Regions from separate parts of the Mus musculus genome. Here all the other regions are linked to region 5. The links are chromatin contacts, called in public promoter capture Hi-C maps. All regions are on one chromosome and are shown on one strand. The core of a region is the stretch at or near the end of the contact, and the rest is flanking DNA. Distances in the headings are between cores, read along the strand shown. Region 1 holds the start of Zfp30 (zinc finger protein 30). Region 2 holds the start of Zfp383 (zinc finger protein 383). Region 3 holds the start of Zfp790 (zinc finger protein 790). Region 4 holds the start of Zfp146 (zinc finger protein 146). Region 5 holds the start of Zfp60 (zinc finger protein 60).

The links. Promoter capture Hi-C pulls out the DNA fragments that hold promoters and counts their contacts.
Region 1: a contact with region 5 is called in a promoter capture Hi-C map of hippocampal neurons, with 4 times the contacts expected there. The contact joins the promoter of Zfp30 here to the promoter of Zfp60 in region 5. A contact is called at or near these places in 4 of 39 promoter capture datasets (the C10 cell line, hippocampal neurons, liver and 1 more) and 1 of 115 datasets of contacts at active chromatin or transcription factors (embryonic forebrain).
Region 2: a contact with region 5 is called in a promoter capture Hi-C map of liver, with 10 times the contacts expected there. The contact joins the promoter of Zfp383 here to the promoter of Zfp60 in region 5. A contact is called at or near these places in 4 of 39 promoter capture datasets (hippocampal neurons, liver and pre-B cells) and 2 of 9 other capture datasets (adipose tissue and liver).
Region 3: a contact with region 5 is called in a promoter capture Hi-C map of liver, with 4 times the contacts expected there. The contact joins the promoter of Zfp790 here to the promoter of Zfp60 in region 5. A contact is called at or near these places in 5 of 39 promoter capture datasets (the C10 cell line, hippocampal neurons, liver and 1 more) and 2 of 9 other capture datasets (adipose tissue and liver).
Region 4: a contact with region 5 is called in a promoter capture Hi-C map of liver, with 6 times the contacts expected there. The contact joins the promoter of Zfp146 here to the promoter of Zfp60 in region 5. A contact is called at or near these places in 5 of 39 promoter capture datasets (the C10 cell line, hippocampal neurons, liver and 1 more), 1 of 115 datasets of contacts at active chromatin or transcription factors (embryonic forebrain) and 1 of 9 other capture datasets (adipose tissue).

The regions. Positions count from the first base shown.
Region 1 is chr7:29,782,595-29,785,650 of GRCm38.p6, forward strand. Zfp30 (zinc finger protein 30) reads left to right here and starts at 1,374. Exons shown (of 5, transcript NM_001360208.1): 1 at 1,374-2,307.
Region 2 is chr7:29,907,218-29,910,102 of GRCm38.p6, forward strand. It overlaps Zfp383 (zinc finger protein 383), which reads left to right and starts at 1,300. Exons shown (of 5, transcript NM_001243908.1): 1 at 1,300-1,434. The coding sequence starts at 1,428.
Region 3 is chr7:29,814,318-29,817,338 of GRCm38.p6, forward strand. It overlaps Zfp790 (zinc finger protein 790), which reads left to right and starts at 1,755. Exons shown (of 5, transcript NM_146185.2): 1 at 1,755-1,972.
Region 4 is chr7:30,168,202-30,171,372 of GRCm38.p6, forward strand. It overlaps Zfp146 (zinc finger protein 146), which reads right to left and starts at 1,540. Exons shown (of 2, transcript NM_011980.4): 1 at 1,458-1,540. It overlaps Gm5113 (predicted gene 5113), which reads left to right and starts at 1,674. Exons shown (of 3, transcript NR_157376.1): 1 at 1,674-2,013.
Region 5 is chr7:27,729,814-27,732,667 of GRCm38.p6, forward strand. It overlaps Zfp60 (zinc finger protein 60), which reads left to right and starts at 1,596. Exons shown (of 5, transcript NM_029531.2): 1 at 1,596-1,657.

The DNA of each region.
Region 1 (3,056 bases), core at 124-2,623, 2.1 Mb after region 5:
CCCACAAACCAAATCTTGGGAAAAAAATAGGCATCAAAAAGAATTAAATTAACTATAACTCATTAAGAATCTATGCATATGTGCTGTTGAGACTAAATTAAACGGGCTAAAGGAAAGCTCTTTCTAACATAACTCTCTTAGGGTTTTATTGCCGTGAAGGGACACCATGACCAGGGCAACTTTTATAAAGGAAAACATTTAATAGGGGCTGGCTTGCAGAGGTTCAGTCCACCATCGTCCTGCGGGAAAGGTGGAGGCTTGCAGGCAGATGTGGTGTACCTTGGGCATATGTGACCTCAAAGCCCCGCCTCTACGGTGATGATACACTTCCTCCAATAAGGCCACACATAAAATCACTACTTGGCATGGGCAAGCATACAAATGCATGAATCTATGGGGCCATACCTATTCAAACCACCACAAGAACATAAGAATAACATGAAAACCCAATCGATTATTCTTTCAGAGAAGCCCATACTGCGATTTCAGGTGCCGTCATTCGGAGCCCCTCTCCTCATGCTAAAGCCTAAAACCCCAAGCCTAAAATAATAAAATAAAATAAAAAGCCGGGTGGTGGTAGCGCATGCCTTTAATCCCAGCACTTGGGAGGCAGAGGCAGGTGGATTTCTGAGTTTGAGGTCAGCCTGGTCTACAGAGTTCCAGGACAGCCAGGACTATACAGAGAAACCCTGTCTCGAAAAAACAAAAAAAAAAAACCAACAACAAAACAAAACAAACAAACAAACAAAAAACCCACAAAACAACAGCCACAACAAAAACTCAAGCCTGCTTTGTTAAAAGAAAACCACGTCCGAAGTGGTGGTGCACACCTTTAATTCCAGCACCACGGAAACAAAGGCAGGTGGATCTCAGAGTTCCAGGCTAGCCTGGTCTACACAGATTCCAGGCTAGCAAGGGCTGCATAGAGAGAGTTTGTCTCAAATAGAGATTTAAGAAGAAAGAAAAACTGGTTAAAAAAAAAAAGAAAAGAAAAAGAAAAAACTCAGGTAGAGGGCGGGGGTGTGGTGGTGTGTGCCGTTAATGTCCACATTCAGGAAGCTTACTGGAGAATCACTTCAATTTCAAAGTCAGCCTGGTGTCCACAGAGAAAACCAGGGTCATTTAGAGAGACCACAGCTTTAAAAACAAACAATAGATGCCCAAACTAGTATAAGTGGTTCAGCCAACGCTCCACGCTGGACCTCAAAGCATCTGGGGGTTAGTTTGTTCAACGCCAGAGCTACTGCTGTAGGCCTAAAGACTTGGCCATTTCTGCCCAATCCTGGATCCTGGAACCAAACTCCCTCTGTCCAGGCCTGCACAAGATGCTACCGAAGGCTCCCCGCCTCCCTGCGGCTCCCTTGTGCGCATGCGCATTGAAGCAGCGAGAAAGAGACACACACAGCCCCACCTCCAACCCCCTTCCCCTGACCAAGAGCTAGGGGCCTGGCTCGCAGCCTCCGCGGGGCTGGAAGCCCAGAACCTAGTCAAAGAAGCTAGTGGCAGTCGGACTCTCAGGCTTGAGATCTGATGTCCCAGAGCCTTCAGTACCACGGTCCCGTCCGTAGCACTTTGGTGCCGCCGCTGCAGCGCTGACCGCGCTGGCAACCCACCCTCCCGGGATACCCGTCAGCTGGGTGGTCCCCGGTCTCGTGCGGCCTACGCTCTTCTCCGGGGACCCGCTCTGAGGACCCCTGGGACTCAGGTGGCCCGTTCGTGGGTACAGCTGCCGTGCTGACGCGCTGCACCTAAACCCCGGCCTGGCTGTGGACAAGGACCGAGAGGGAAGGCGGGGGCCGCGACTTGCACGGTGGAGATACCCTGTGCAGAACCTTAGATTCCCGGCGGGCCTGGGGAGCAGAGAACCGGGGGACACCTCGGACCTAAGGCTGGGCAGCCCCGGACTGGTAACTGGTGAAGCAGAGTGGCCGAAGCAGCAAACTCGGGCACGGGTGACTGTGGGCTGCTGTAGTCTATCTCGCTTGCTGGGATCATACGGATGGGGTCAGCCTGGAGCCCTGAAGCTTGGAAGGGGATTCTGATCAATTTCAGAAAAGCGTAGGGGTGAGGCCAGAGGACGTGGTGGCATACACCTGACTTCTCGGGATTTGGGAGGTGGAGGCAGGGGGAGTAGGCGCTCAAGGTCATTCTCTACTGCCTAACGTTGGGTTGCAAGAGAGAAAAAGAAAAGAGAAGAAGAAGGAAAGAAGAGAAAAGAAAAGAAACAAGGCCTGGAGTGTCTGCCAGTCTTCAGAAGAGACCCTAGAAGCCAGCAGCTACTACTTCTGTTTAAAACAGAGATTATGTGTGAGTTTCTAGAACTTCTGTGTTCCTGTGAAATGCTTGAGTTTTTGTTTTTCGTTTTTGGTTTTTTGTTTGTTTGTTTTTGCTGTTGTTGTTGTTGTTGTTTTGAGTATGGATTTTTTTAATTTCCTTCCCTTTGAAAGACGTTTGTGAAAATGTTTTATTCAACTGTGAGTGGTGTCACTGCCACTCCACTAGGACCAAGTGTTCAAGGCCAGCCTGGGTTACATTGAGACCCTGTCTTTAAAAAAAAAAAAAAGCGAACTATTCATTGCTTTGGGTCTGAGAATTTCCCTGCATTTTCAGTGGGCAGAGACTTAATCAGGATTCCTCTTTGAGTGCGCAGCGCCTGCGGTTCTATGGTTATGTAGCACCCACGTGCTATACATTTAGATGTCCTGTTTTTCTTAGGATTCTCTAATACGGAAATATGTCTGCTAAAGTCTGATGTGTGATTGGTCAAGGACGAGCATGTATTTAAATGATTGAGGTGGTGGCTGGAGGGACCACTGAGGCATTTCCTCAAGCCCCTACACTTTTCGGGTTTTTTGTTTTGTTTTTATTTAAGATTTATTTATTTTATGTATATGAGTGTTCGATCTGCAACATCAGATCCCAGCATAGATGGCTGTGAGTCACGGTGCGACTGCTAGAAATTGAACTCAGGGCCTCTCCAGGCTACACTGGTCATTCTTGTGTGGCACTGGAGCAGCGGCGGCGGCGGCCGATGCATCTCTTGGGGGTGCCGGTGA
Region 2 (2,885 bases), core at 50-2,549, 2.2 Mb after region 5:
AGGACACCCAGGGCTATAAAGAGAAACCCTGTCTCAAAAAACCAAACCAAACAAACAAACAATGCTTGCTTATACTGCTCTGCCTAGGACCGGAGTTCTGTTCCCAGCTCACAAATCTGTCTGTAACCCTAGGTGATGTAACATCCCTTTCTGACCTTTACAGGCAAATACAGGAAAAACAAGCCAGCGATGGTGGCACACTCCTTTAATCCCAGCACTAGGGAGGTAGAGGCAGGCAGAGATTTCTGAGTTCGAGGCCAGCCTGGTCCACAGAGTGAGTTCCAGGACAGCCAAGGGCTACACTCTGTCTCAAAAGACAGAGAGAGAGCGAGAAGAATTGTAAACAAACGCTTCTATTTCCTTTATTAAAATCAACTAATTTAGAGATTACTGTAACAACCACAAACGTGTGACTAGATATACAAACTCATACACATAACTCATAAAATAGAATATTGTGCAGCTAAGAAAGGAAATATTTATATAGAAATGAGTCCCATAAACACCAAAGTAAAACGGTGTACCCAGTGTATGATGAAGCTTGCCTTTGGTCCAAGCATTTGTGAGACAGAGACAGACTGATCTACGTGAGTTTAGTGCAAACCAAGTCTGCATAGTGACTTGCAAGTCCGCCTAGAGTGAGACCCAGACTCAAAATAAATAAAAATTCGAAGAGAATTTTTTTCACTACGTTATAACAGAACCCTATACCTATTCGGGAACAACCACTCGTTTACAATTCTTCCTAAATCTGATAGATTTTAATAACTAATATTCATTCTTTTTTTTTATATGCCACCTAAATGGATCATATAAATCCTATGCTGAGCCTCGCCAACAGAAAAGGGTAAAACGGAGAATCTGTCGTCATCCTGAAAATTCCTACAGTGAGTTACAAGGCCCAGAAATGTCCAGACTCAGGGTGTGGTATCTCAGAAATCATTTCAACAACTTTGTTCCAGGAGACCAGTGCCACGCAGTTCCTTTTTTAGACTACATTTCCCAGAAATACACGCGACTCTACACAACTTCCGGTGCAAACCTACTCCAAAAACATACAGTGATTCTCTGAGATTGGCCCCCTATCATGGAAGGGGCTCAATGCATTGTAAGAGTTTCTGTCCGAGTTTGTATATCTGTCTAGGAATTTCACGCACAAAATTGAAAATGCGGAACGAGCTCCTCGGCCTGCCTCAGGCCGTGCTCTGGCGGGAAATCCGAGAATGGATGCCATCTTCCCCGCCAGTTCCAATCGCGGACTACATTTCCCAGAAGCGTTCGCGAGTGCTAGGCAGCCCCTTCTTTTGCCTGCGGGACCCTCGTCGTCCGGGGACGGGAAAGTGTACGGCGAGCGGCCTATAGGCCCTTGTTAAGGCTCCAAAGCTGCGGCCCTGGGGTCTGAAGGGAAATACCAGTCAGTATCTGAGATGTCAGGTCAGTGGGAGCTGGTCTAGCAGGATGAGCAGCAGTGAGGCTTTGGCTCTGTTTAAGTGTGACCTTAAGTGACTCTAGGACGCAGTGAGTGCGTGGCTGTGATTTTTAGGATTCTTTGGTGGGTGTGTCAATGACCTGTGAACATGCGCAGAGCTGTGTGTGTACGTATGCACGTTTTCTTTATTATATGTGATTAATAACTTTGTGGCAGTGTGTGTGATTGTGTCCCAATGTGTTTGGACCTATTGTGTGTAACGGTATAGCACCTGTGTATGAGGGATATATCAGATAGCCAGTAATTATGCTTCCAAGAGTGTTAATCAGAGGGGGACTGTCTGTATGTTTGTATACTATGTGTATTGGGTACCTGTGACTGTGAGGATGTTTGAGTGTGATTATGTAACTTTATGTGATACCATGAGCATGGTTGGATGTAGCTGATCTTTGTTACTTTGTGGGTTCCTTTATTCACCGACCCTTTATACCCCCCCCCCCCCCCCACACACACACACACAACACCACCCTCCTGCTAGATAGGAGCGAAAGAAAAATAGATGGGGGAGAGAGAGAAAAAGAGAGAGAGATCCTTGACTCTAATTTGTTTCTTCTTTGATCATGACTGCTAACAAACCTTACCATACTCCCTGAACAACCACCAATCCAATCCTGCTTGTCTGGACCCTAGCATTTATGTATCCTCTGAAAAGTCCTCAAAATTTCAAATGCCACACAGTTGCAGAAACTATCTGCCACTGGCAAACCCATACCTATGCTAGAGCACAGGTAAATGAGCTGCTTTGAGGTAGCCCCATATTCCCACACGCACCCCACACGCACCTGGAATTAAAGCAGAGACATACTCTCAGAATATTTCTGTGGGTTTTTTTTTCAATTTTTTTTTATTATTCCTGTGGTTTTTAATGAAACCAAAATTCCAGAATTCTCACTACAATTGGAAGATGGCATGTAATTGTCAAGCTGACAGTATGTGTGTCTTAGGGGCTGTTATGTTCTGTTGAATGTGTATTGTGTATTGATTGTGTAAAATTTCATGAGGGCAACTGGAAGTGATTATAACTGTTGTGTGACTCCGCCGTGAGTCTCCTGTTGTGCCCGTTTGTAGCACTGTGGTTTTATGTGGTGTTGTATTTAAGGGTTCTATAAATGTGGTTGTGATTTCATCCTCAGGATGGATGTGTGACTGTGACTATCCAACCATACATTGTTGTGCTGTCATTTGGGTAGGGTGTGCTTGTGAGGATATATGTGGTTCCATGGTGGGTGACTGACAGCAGCTGTGGGTTTGTAGATTTGGTGTGCCTCTGACTGCCCAAGTGACTCCAATTTTCTGTCCTAAGAGACCCCCAGTGAGATAAGAACAGATTCCAGTATTGGACAACATAGGCTACATTCCTTCTCTGACTCTAGACATTATCATGAGAACCTAGACT
Region 3 (3,021 bases), core at 505-3,004, 2.1 Mb after region 5:
GGAAGCCAGGTGTGATATGGGAGATGTTCCTGGGGAAGGTATTAATACAGGTGATCAAAAAAGTCAAAAGCTGTGCCCATGATCCAAAACAGGACATCATAGCAACTGAATTTCCAAACTTATAAAAGTGGACACTGCTGATGCACCAACAACCTTGCCTCTAAAATGGTTATTAAACAGACTAGTATGGCAGATGGCCCACAACAATAACAACAACAACAACAAATTGCAGGCGCTTGGACAACTGGTATAAGAGCAGCTGGAGGCTCAACATGTAGAAGAGTCTACCAGCCCATGGAATTGTCCTTTGTGTTGTGAAAGAAAAGAAATCAGGTAAATGGAGGATGATAAAGGACTTAAGAGCAGTTAATACGGTACAATGAAGCAAAGATCAGCAAAGACTTGAAACCAGCAAAGCAATGCAAAGCTAGCTATACACTAGTCACTGTGGGTTGACTCCTATTTATACTCTCTCCAAATATCACATGGGTCTGCATCACCTGACATTTCCTTAAACTTCCACTTCAGGGTACACTACAGGAATGCAGTCACAGGATGGGCCAGAATTTTCAACAGGAGGAAAACAAGCCACATCTTGACAAAAGTAAAGGGATGTCAGGAAATCATAAGCTACAGGACAGAACTCGGGAATTAAAAAAAAAAAAAAGTGTGACACACACTAGGCTCTTGTAGATGCATATTCAACCATTTCAGAGATCATTTTGGCCCAACAGCCATAGCACCTATCAAGAAATCAGAGAAGCCTAGGGGCTTCCTATGCAATGGAAACACCAGACAAAAGTAGGGTGACTGTAGATAAGGACAGAGTCTACCCCCAGGATGTGACACAAGTCCCCTTGGCTGGAGTCACAAAGGTACAAAGTTGCCTCACCTATAGTGACTCTCCAATTAATCCCACACCACGGGGACACAAAAGCTATGGGTGCCTCAAACGAAAATACAATCCACCCCACACGGAAGCCTTAACAGGGAGAGCCAATCACAGTCACTGTTGCCCCCACCCTCACCTTACCTCTACCGAAATTAGAAAAGGTCCACTGGGAAGCAGTCACACCTCAGTCGGTCACCTCACACGCTCCCAAAGTTAGGCAAATGCTCACAAACACAAAAGCCCAGGGACCTCACACTCGAGGGACCTCACACTGGTAAAAAAAAAAAAAAAGCATGGCACAAAACGGTCACACAGACTCCAGCCACACACACAATGGATGCGATCATACTCACCAATCAAGGAATCCTCTCTGCCTCCATATCCCCTAGACTACCACCCAGACACATGATAACAATTCTACACAGCTCCGGATCTCCCGGAGTCAGCTTCATTGCACTGCACAGGATGGTGCATCCAAACCCTTGGCACCAAAGGCGTCTCATTATCCCTAAAGTTCTCCCCAAACCTGTCAGGAGTACCCTGCCCACTCCTTAAAAAAGGCTCCCAGGAGAGGGAAATACAACGCCTGGAAATGTCAGGGGCTGAAAGCTGTGGCCTGAACAACAGATACAAAGTGTTCGGCTATTCGTCGGAATCGTGAGGAAATCCCAGCGGTGAAAGACTTCATAGACCTAGATCAGGCTCCTCGACCCAGCACTATCTCAGCACTGCGAGTTTCCAGGGAACCGAGGTATTCTGGGAAATGTAGTTCAAGGCCGTGCTGGTGACCGGAGGCGCATGGCTCGAGTAGGCTGAGTCATCCAATCCCCAGGCGGAAATCTGTCTAAGGAGGCTGTTCCGAATTCGACTTCCTGCTGGAAGTTGGGGCCACAGACCGGAATGTAGGACCCCAGCGCTAAGACCAACCCAGCATTGGCAGTCTGACCAAGAGGAAGCCTCGTCCTGTAGGTGCAAGAGTACGCAATGACAGCCCTGAGCGTGTGTGAGAGAAAGCATAGGGAGGTTAGATTGCATGCGCGGCTGGATCTGGGAGGAGTTGGACGGCAGAGAAACTGCGAGGTAAGGAAAATGAGCGTGAGCAAGAGTTGGGCTCGAGCTGTGGCGCTTTGTGAGTGGAGCGAGCTGTTGTGGGGAGGAGACATTGTATGCGGATCGAATGGTTCTTGGGGATTGGGTCTCGACTGGATGGATCCCTGTACAGGAGTGGCTGAGATTATAGAGATAGCGGAAGCTTCCTAAATCTCATTTTCTTTTCAAATTACGATTAGTAAGTGCGGTCTTCTGGAGTGTCTGTGGGAGGGAAAATGTATAGCTGATAATAACTAATTAGCATTGTTATTTTTCTGTAAGTTAATTGTGCGGCGTAGGCAATCTACAGGCAATATAGCCGACTTTTTATTTTTAACACAGTGTTTTGTCAGTCGGGGTGGTTTTTTTTTGGGGGGGGGCGTTATTAACGCTCAGGGTACCCCAAGCAGACATCGTCCCTTCTCTAGAGAGTTCCTGAGGAGACACAGGTAAGGTTTGATTTTGAGGCTGGCTTGCAATTCTCTTTATAACCAAGGTTGACCTGAACTCCAGATCCTCTTGTCAAGTGGTTTCTGTTGGTTTGTTGTTTAGACAGGATCTTGCTGTTTAGCCCTGGTCACCCTTCAGAGGCCGTCCTCCTGACTTTCAAGGTCTGGGATAACAGGTGTGAACTACCATGCCCTGCTCCAGAAGGTGATAAACGGAAGTTTATTACAGAGAGCAGCATCACCATGATTAAAACAAGCTGCACACAGTACTTAAGAGCCAGTGGGACACAGCCATAGAGGTGTGTGTCCATATCAGCCAGAGTCAGTGGACACAGCCACAGCGGTGTGTGTTCATATCAGCCAGAGTCAGTGGACACAGCCGCAGCGGTGTGTGTCCATATCAGCCAGAGTCAGTGGACACAGCCGCAGCGGTGTGTGTCCATATCAGCCAGAGTCAGTGGACACAGCCACAGCGGTTTGTGTCCAGATCAGCCAGAGTCAGTGGACACAGCCGCAGCGGTGTGTGTCTATATCAGCCAGAGTCAGTGGACACGGCCACAGCGGTGTGTGTCCATAGCATCCAGAGTCAGT
Region 4 (3,171 bases), core at 290-2,789, 2.4 Mb after region 5:
AGAACTGTGGGCTAGGGATATAGCCCAGTCAAGAGTCAATACACATTACCTCCAAAAAATTGCAACAAGCAAACCCTCACATTCTAGCTGCTTTTCTTTGGGGGATTTCTTGTCATTTTGTTTTTGTTCTTCAAGACAGGGTTTCTCTGTGTAGTTAAGGGGTCCTGAAACTCTGAGATCCAACTGCCTCTGCCTCCCAAGTGTTGGGAATTAAAGGTGTGTATGTGTCCAGCTTCAGTGATATTTAAAAAACTACTTTTGTTTCGTTTTTTTGTTTTTTGTTTTTACAATGTATCAACTAGTGGCAGCTATTCATAAATTTGAAAGCTACCCACTTGCAAATCTTAATCAGGTACTGCTTAACTTTTACCATTAGGAGAAAAGCCAAAGCTGCGGATGTCTTTAATGACTGCCACAGCAGGGAGAAGTAGTTTTTCACATGTGCTACACAATTCACAGAACTGTACTCGTGAAGGAGTTATGACATCTACGATATAGCACAGTAATCACTAAGTTTTTTTCAAAAAACTAAAAACATGGACCAGTGAGAGAGCTTGGGGGGGGGGGTGTGCAAAGGCGCTTTGCTTCCAAGGCTGACAACCTGGATTCCGACCCTAAACCCACATGATGGAGGACAGAACCGACTGTGGCAAGCATGCCCACACAAATAAATGTATATATATATATATATATATATATATGCTTTAAATGAGGAACTGTGCCTAACCTAAATCTAAATTAGACCCCTTAATCCTGGGTTTTTAGTGAAATGACGCTCTTCAAACCGAAACTCGAATTTGCCTAACAGCTCTATTAAAGTACCTCAAAAATCAGAAATGAAGTCTATGGCTGGCACCCCCGGGACAAACAATTCCAAACCAAATGTTTCCTTAATTAAGCATGACAGAGTAATCTGTATTCTACCTCCATTCATAAACAACCGCGTTTTAGTACACAGATCGTCTTTTAAAATCTAAACATGTTTACTAAGGCTTTCTGCACATATCACGAAATGCATTTGCGTATAAAACTCACCATCAATAAATACAGTTTTAAAAGTATTTAACCCTTAGCTTCATCCCACCTTTCAAGTAATCAAATAAAACGGATGCTCTTCGGGAAGATGGCCCCGTTATAATTATCAGCACTTTCGACTCGGGAACTACCGCGCAGACGTGATACTTCAACATGGGTCTCCTCATTGCCTCGTGAAGCATAGCCACCCACAATCCTACACCCAGCTCCACACCCACTCAATCATTCCAAATAGTGGGTCAAACTTTGCAGTCAAATTCGGTCTCAAACGCTCAAGCTTTCCTCAGAGGCCCCCACCTCCGCCTTCACCAAGATCCAATGCTCTTCAGCCCACTCCCTGAACCCCGCGCTACACCTCCAAAGATCGGAAACACTGCCCTCCAACCTCCCGAACCCACCGACCCAGGACGCCCAGATCCCACCTCCTACTTTGGCGCCACGTGGACACGACGGCCGTGCTGACCCGCGGACAAAGACCAAAATGTCCACTCGCTGCCCCTGCGTCTGCGCACTCAGGGAGTGAGTGAGCACTCCCAGAAGTCTCCGCGACATCTCAGGGCTTGTTCACTGAAGCCTAGCCAGGCTGTTGTCTATTATCAGCAATACTGCTTTTACGACTTTGGACTACACTTCCCACAAGGCACTGCGGGTTGCTTATCCGTCTCCCACGCACAAACCTGGCCGCCTCTTGTGATTTGGGGTTTCTTAGAGTAGATTGTTGTCACTTGGACCCAAATAAGCTCACGCCTGGTAAGATGTTTGGAGTGGGGACTTCCTCTTTGGTACTTCACGGGCGGCGTCTCAATAATACACTGAGCCCAGACCCCAAGGTGAAAGGACACCATCTTTGTCCGGGGCTGATGTGGCTATGGACTACGTTTCCCAGAGTCCATAGCGAGCTGACATTGTAGCTCAACTTTGATGAAACCTTTACCTTTGGCTGAAGCAGGATGCGCGCGCCTTCTACTGAGACCCAAGGTAAATGGTCTGGGGAGTACTGAACGGGGGTGGGGAACAGGCGTGTCCTGAACGGGGTTGTGCACGCTGAAGCAGGACTGGGCTGCGGGATTCTAATTGTGGTTTTGATTGTGGTGGTGACCGGTTGTCAGTGCTTACAAGTAGTGTGCTGTTGTAATCACCTGTCTCCAAGGTGTATATCTGATTGTTGCTGTGCAAACATATGTGATGTTATGTGTTCCGGGATCTTGTGGTTGTGGAAGTGGTATCCCGTGGTCCTGTAGTGTGTTGTGTGCTCGATAACCTTTATTCCTGGGGTTGTGTGGATATAGTTGTAGCTGTGACTGTGTATCTCTGGGTTAAGTGACCTTGTGTAGTACTGTGTGCAGTGTTCTGTGTCCGTGGCTCTGCGTCGGCAGTGCGTGAGTATCCTTGTGTTCTTGGAGAGAAGGGAGAAAGAAGGAGGAGGACTTTGTGACAGTGTGTAATACTGTGTGTATGCGGGTGTGGACTATCTTTGCTAAAGAGTGACTGGCCCCTGAGTGAATGTTCAGTTATGGCTGGATGATGCAGAGTACTGTGCCTTCTGCGTGCCACCATGTGTGATTGTGACTATGTAAGGAGGACCTTTAGGGATGTTAGGGAAGTGATTGTACCACAGTGGCAAGCAAACTGACTGGGATGCCTAGGTGGGTAAAGTTCTTGTGGCACAAGTCAGTTGTCATACTGTGTTTGTAATTATCCTGTAATCCAAGCTCCTACAGAATTCAGAGACAAGCATTTCCAAAACCTCTCAGATGAACTAGCTGGGAGTGTGTAGCAGTGATCAGACTACAAGGTAGAAGGCTAGAACCAACACCCAAGACTCTACTCTGCCCTCCACAAAAATGGCATTGCACACACATACCTGAATATGTGCACACACACAAAGTTAAAAAAATTATTTCTAGGGCTGGAGAGATGACTCAGTGGTTAAGAGGACTGGCTGGACTTCCAGAGGACCAGGTTTCAGCACCCATGTGGCAGCTCACAGCTGTCTGTAACTCTTGTTCCAGGGGATCCGACTCCCTCATACAAGCATACATGCAGGCAAAACACCAATGTACATACAATAAAAATAAAATAAATTATTAAAAATTTGTTTCTTAGAAAGTGAAGAGTTGGTGTGTGGATGTTTTC
Region 5 (2,854 bases), core at 346-2,845:
AACTTTAAAATCAATCTAATTCTTCTTTTGACTATTGTGAGGATGGTCACTTTGTTTTGTTTGTCTTTTGTTACAAGGTTTCTTCGTGTAGAGACTGCTGGTTCTGTAGACCAGGCTGGCCTTGAACTCTTAGAAATCTGGTATTAAAGGCATGTGCCACCACTGCCCGCCTGAGGATGGTCACTTTTAATCAGCTAGAGTATTTATCAACGTATTTTCTGTAGTTAACATCTGGTTGAGACTGACTTATTTCAAATCTAATCTGTCTATACTGTAGGCGTTTAGATCATTTACAAAGCGTCTAATATGTTTAGTGGTCCTAATAGGATTATCATTAACCTTGACACTAGTTTTCTCTCATGTTCTGGAAAAATATGTGTAAATATAAATAATAAATAAATGTGGTTTTGAAAGCTCATGTTGAAAGACTCCGAGAGGAGCCCCTTGCTCAGGCCTCAGGACAATAGCGGACACCCAAGAACTCACAAGAGACCAAGCTTGATGCAAACCACATGAGGCTTTATTCGGGGAAAGCCAGAGCTCTGGGGACGACTCATATCCCACGCAGGGGTAGAGGAGTCGACCCCAAGGGGAAAGAGGTCCCAGTTTTTATAGGCCCTCAGGGGGGGAAGGAGAAGGGGGAAGTAGGGGATTTCCAGATCTAAACAATGTTTATTCTCAAGAAATGGGTATGGGAGGGGTCCAAGGGAAGAGTCTGGTGCAGGTGTAGGAACTCTAGATTGGCCGGGCTGTTGTTGCTGGGGAGATTTTCTGACTCTTTTTCAGCAACCAATATCACAAACACCTGGCAATGGGCTTCATCAGTGGGCACACACATGGGTTCAAGGAACGGTCAAAACATTGGCAGACACACGGGTTCAAGGAGTGGCCAGAGCATTGTGCACCTCTATTTTTCTAAATCAGTGAAGCTAGTTCTGCTAACAGTGACATCTATCTTGCCAATTTCAGGGCTTGTGTGACCTTTTACATTCTGTCAGGATCTTTCAATGTCATGTTACACTAAGTACGTTTTCCCTACATAAACAAGGCATACGTCGGTGGTTGTTTACATACGTCGGTGGTTGTTTAGATACTTCCACATGCTAGTCATTCACCTTTCAAAATGGGCGCAGTTCTGTTGATATTTATCCAACTAGTCCTCACTCACGTTTTCCTATCTAGATAACAGGGACACTGACTCTCTGAACATCTGGCTGTCTGAAATCGCTGATATAAACTACCACGTTTAAAACCAACCAATTCTTTAGTTCAGTGTCTTCCAATCTACCATAGTCCCTACTAGAGCACAGCAGGTGGAATCCCTCTTGGTGCAAAGTGTAACCACGCCAGTTATATCCGGATTTGATCACGCTTCCTATTCTGTCCGGGGGTGGGGTGGGGGGTCTGGGAGACAGAACACGACGTCTCCCACAAACCACTGGCATAGCTCTCAGATGGCCTGGCCTAAGTTGTGTGCAGTGATCTCTCTGAACTACAGACCGCTAGGCTTCATCGAGTTGAGCACTCGGCACTACATTTCCCAGGGGCTACCGCGGCGGAAGTAAAGCAACTTCCGGTGCCCTGGCGGCGCTATAGCGGACGGTCGGGTCTTTCTGGTCTGAGTAGGGAATTGCTTTGTGTCTTCGGTCTCTGCAGAGTAAGGCCGGGAGTCCGGGTGTGGGTGTGGACGGTGGGGTGGATGGATGTTGATGCGTGTGTGAGTGTTTAGGGACGGTGCTGTGTGTGCGCGCGCGCGTCTCTGCGTACGCACCTTGAGCTATTTGCATTATCACCGTGCTTGTCGCTTTCTCTCGCGGCCACCAGCAGAGGACCAAGCTTCACTGAGGAGAGGTGAGGGGCGGAGTCTGAAGGGAAGCTTTCCCTGTGGTTCAGATTGAGCTTTGTGACGAGCATTTGAGGCCGAAAGTGCCTCCGAGGGTGGCCTACTGGCCTTTTCTCAGAGCTCTAGCCGTGTGAGTGTCGAGGGAAGAGAGGGGAAATGCTCACTGGGGATGCTCTCAAATGTAATCTAGGCTTACTCAGATGTAATCTAGGCTTACTCAGGCTCCCTGCGCAGGCCATTATTCAAAAGGAGGGCTGGAGGAGCGTGAGATCGTTGTTGCTACCCACCGAAGGCTCAAGGGCGAGTTTGCGCTTTCTCTCTGTGCGAGAAATGAGGGTTTTATGTTTAGAATATGGAATTGTCAGTAAATGAAGAAGGAACGTGTAAATTGATACCGCCATCATTGTGTCCCTTACATTGTCCCTCCCCTTTCCAGTTAGTATTCACATTATCGTTTCAATGACCCTTGACATCTTCTGTCTACAATCACTCCCCCCACCTCACCGACCATGTTATAGATAGGAACCGACAGAGGTTAACAAAAGGGCTTTCAAACTCCGATGTGCTAAATCGATTTCTATTTGGATGGTGTCACACGTCAGATGGCCTTAGATCTTCTTACAGGTCTTCATTTCAAAGCAGCGGAAGAGTGGAGGTTTTTGTTTTCTAGTAGATTTTGAGATTGGGAAAGTGGTAGGCTCTCTCCCCCTCCCCTCCCCTCCCCTCCATCTGGGTTGGAGTCTTGGTTCTGTCCCCTCAGGCTCTCCAGGCCTGTCAGGAACCTTAGGATGCCTGTGGTGAAGCCTGTTAGTGCAGTGCCGCCATATCCTAAGGGCCTGGTGTGCTTTAGTTGTTGCTCTGTGAGGCCATCTTGGGTTCATTCCACTCAGTGTTCTGCAGGACAAGGGAGTGTGAGAAACAATGCGATTGCTGGTGGATGTTTAAGAAAGCCACTCAAACAGAAAAGCTAGGCTTTGTGGGGTACAACGAGGCAGAAAGAAGCAGGAAGGG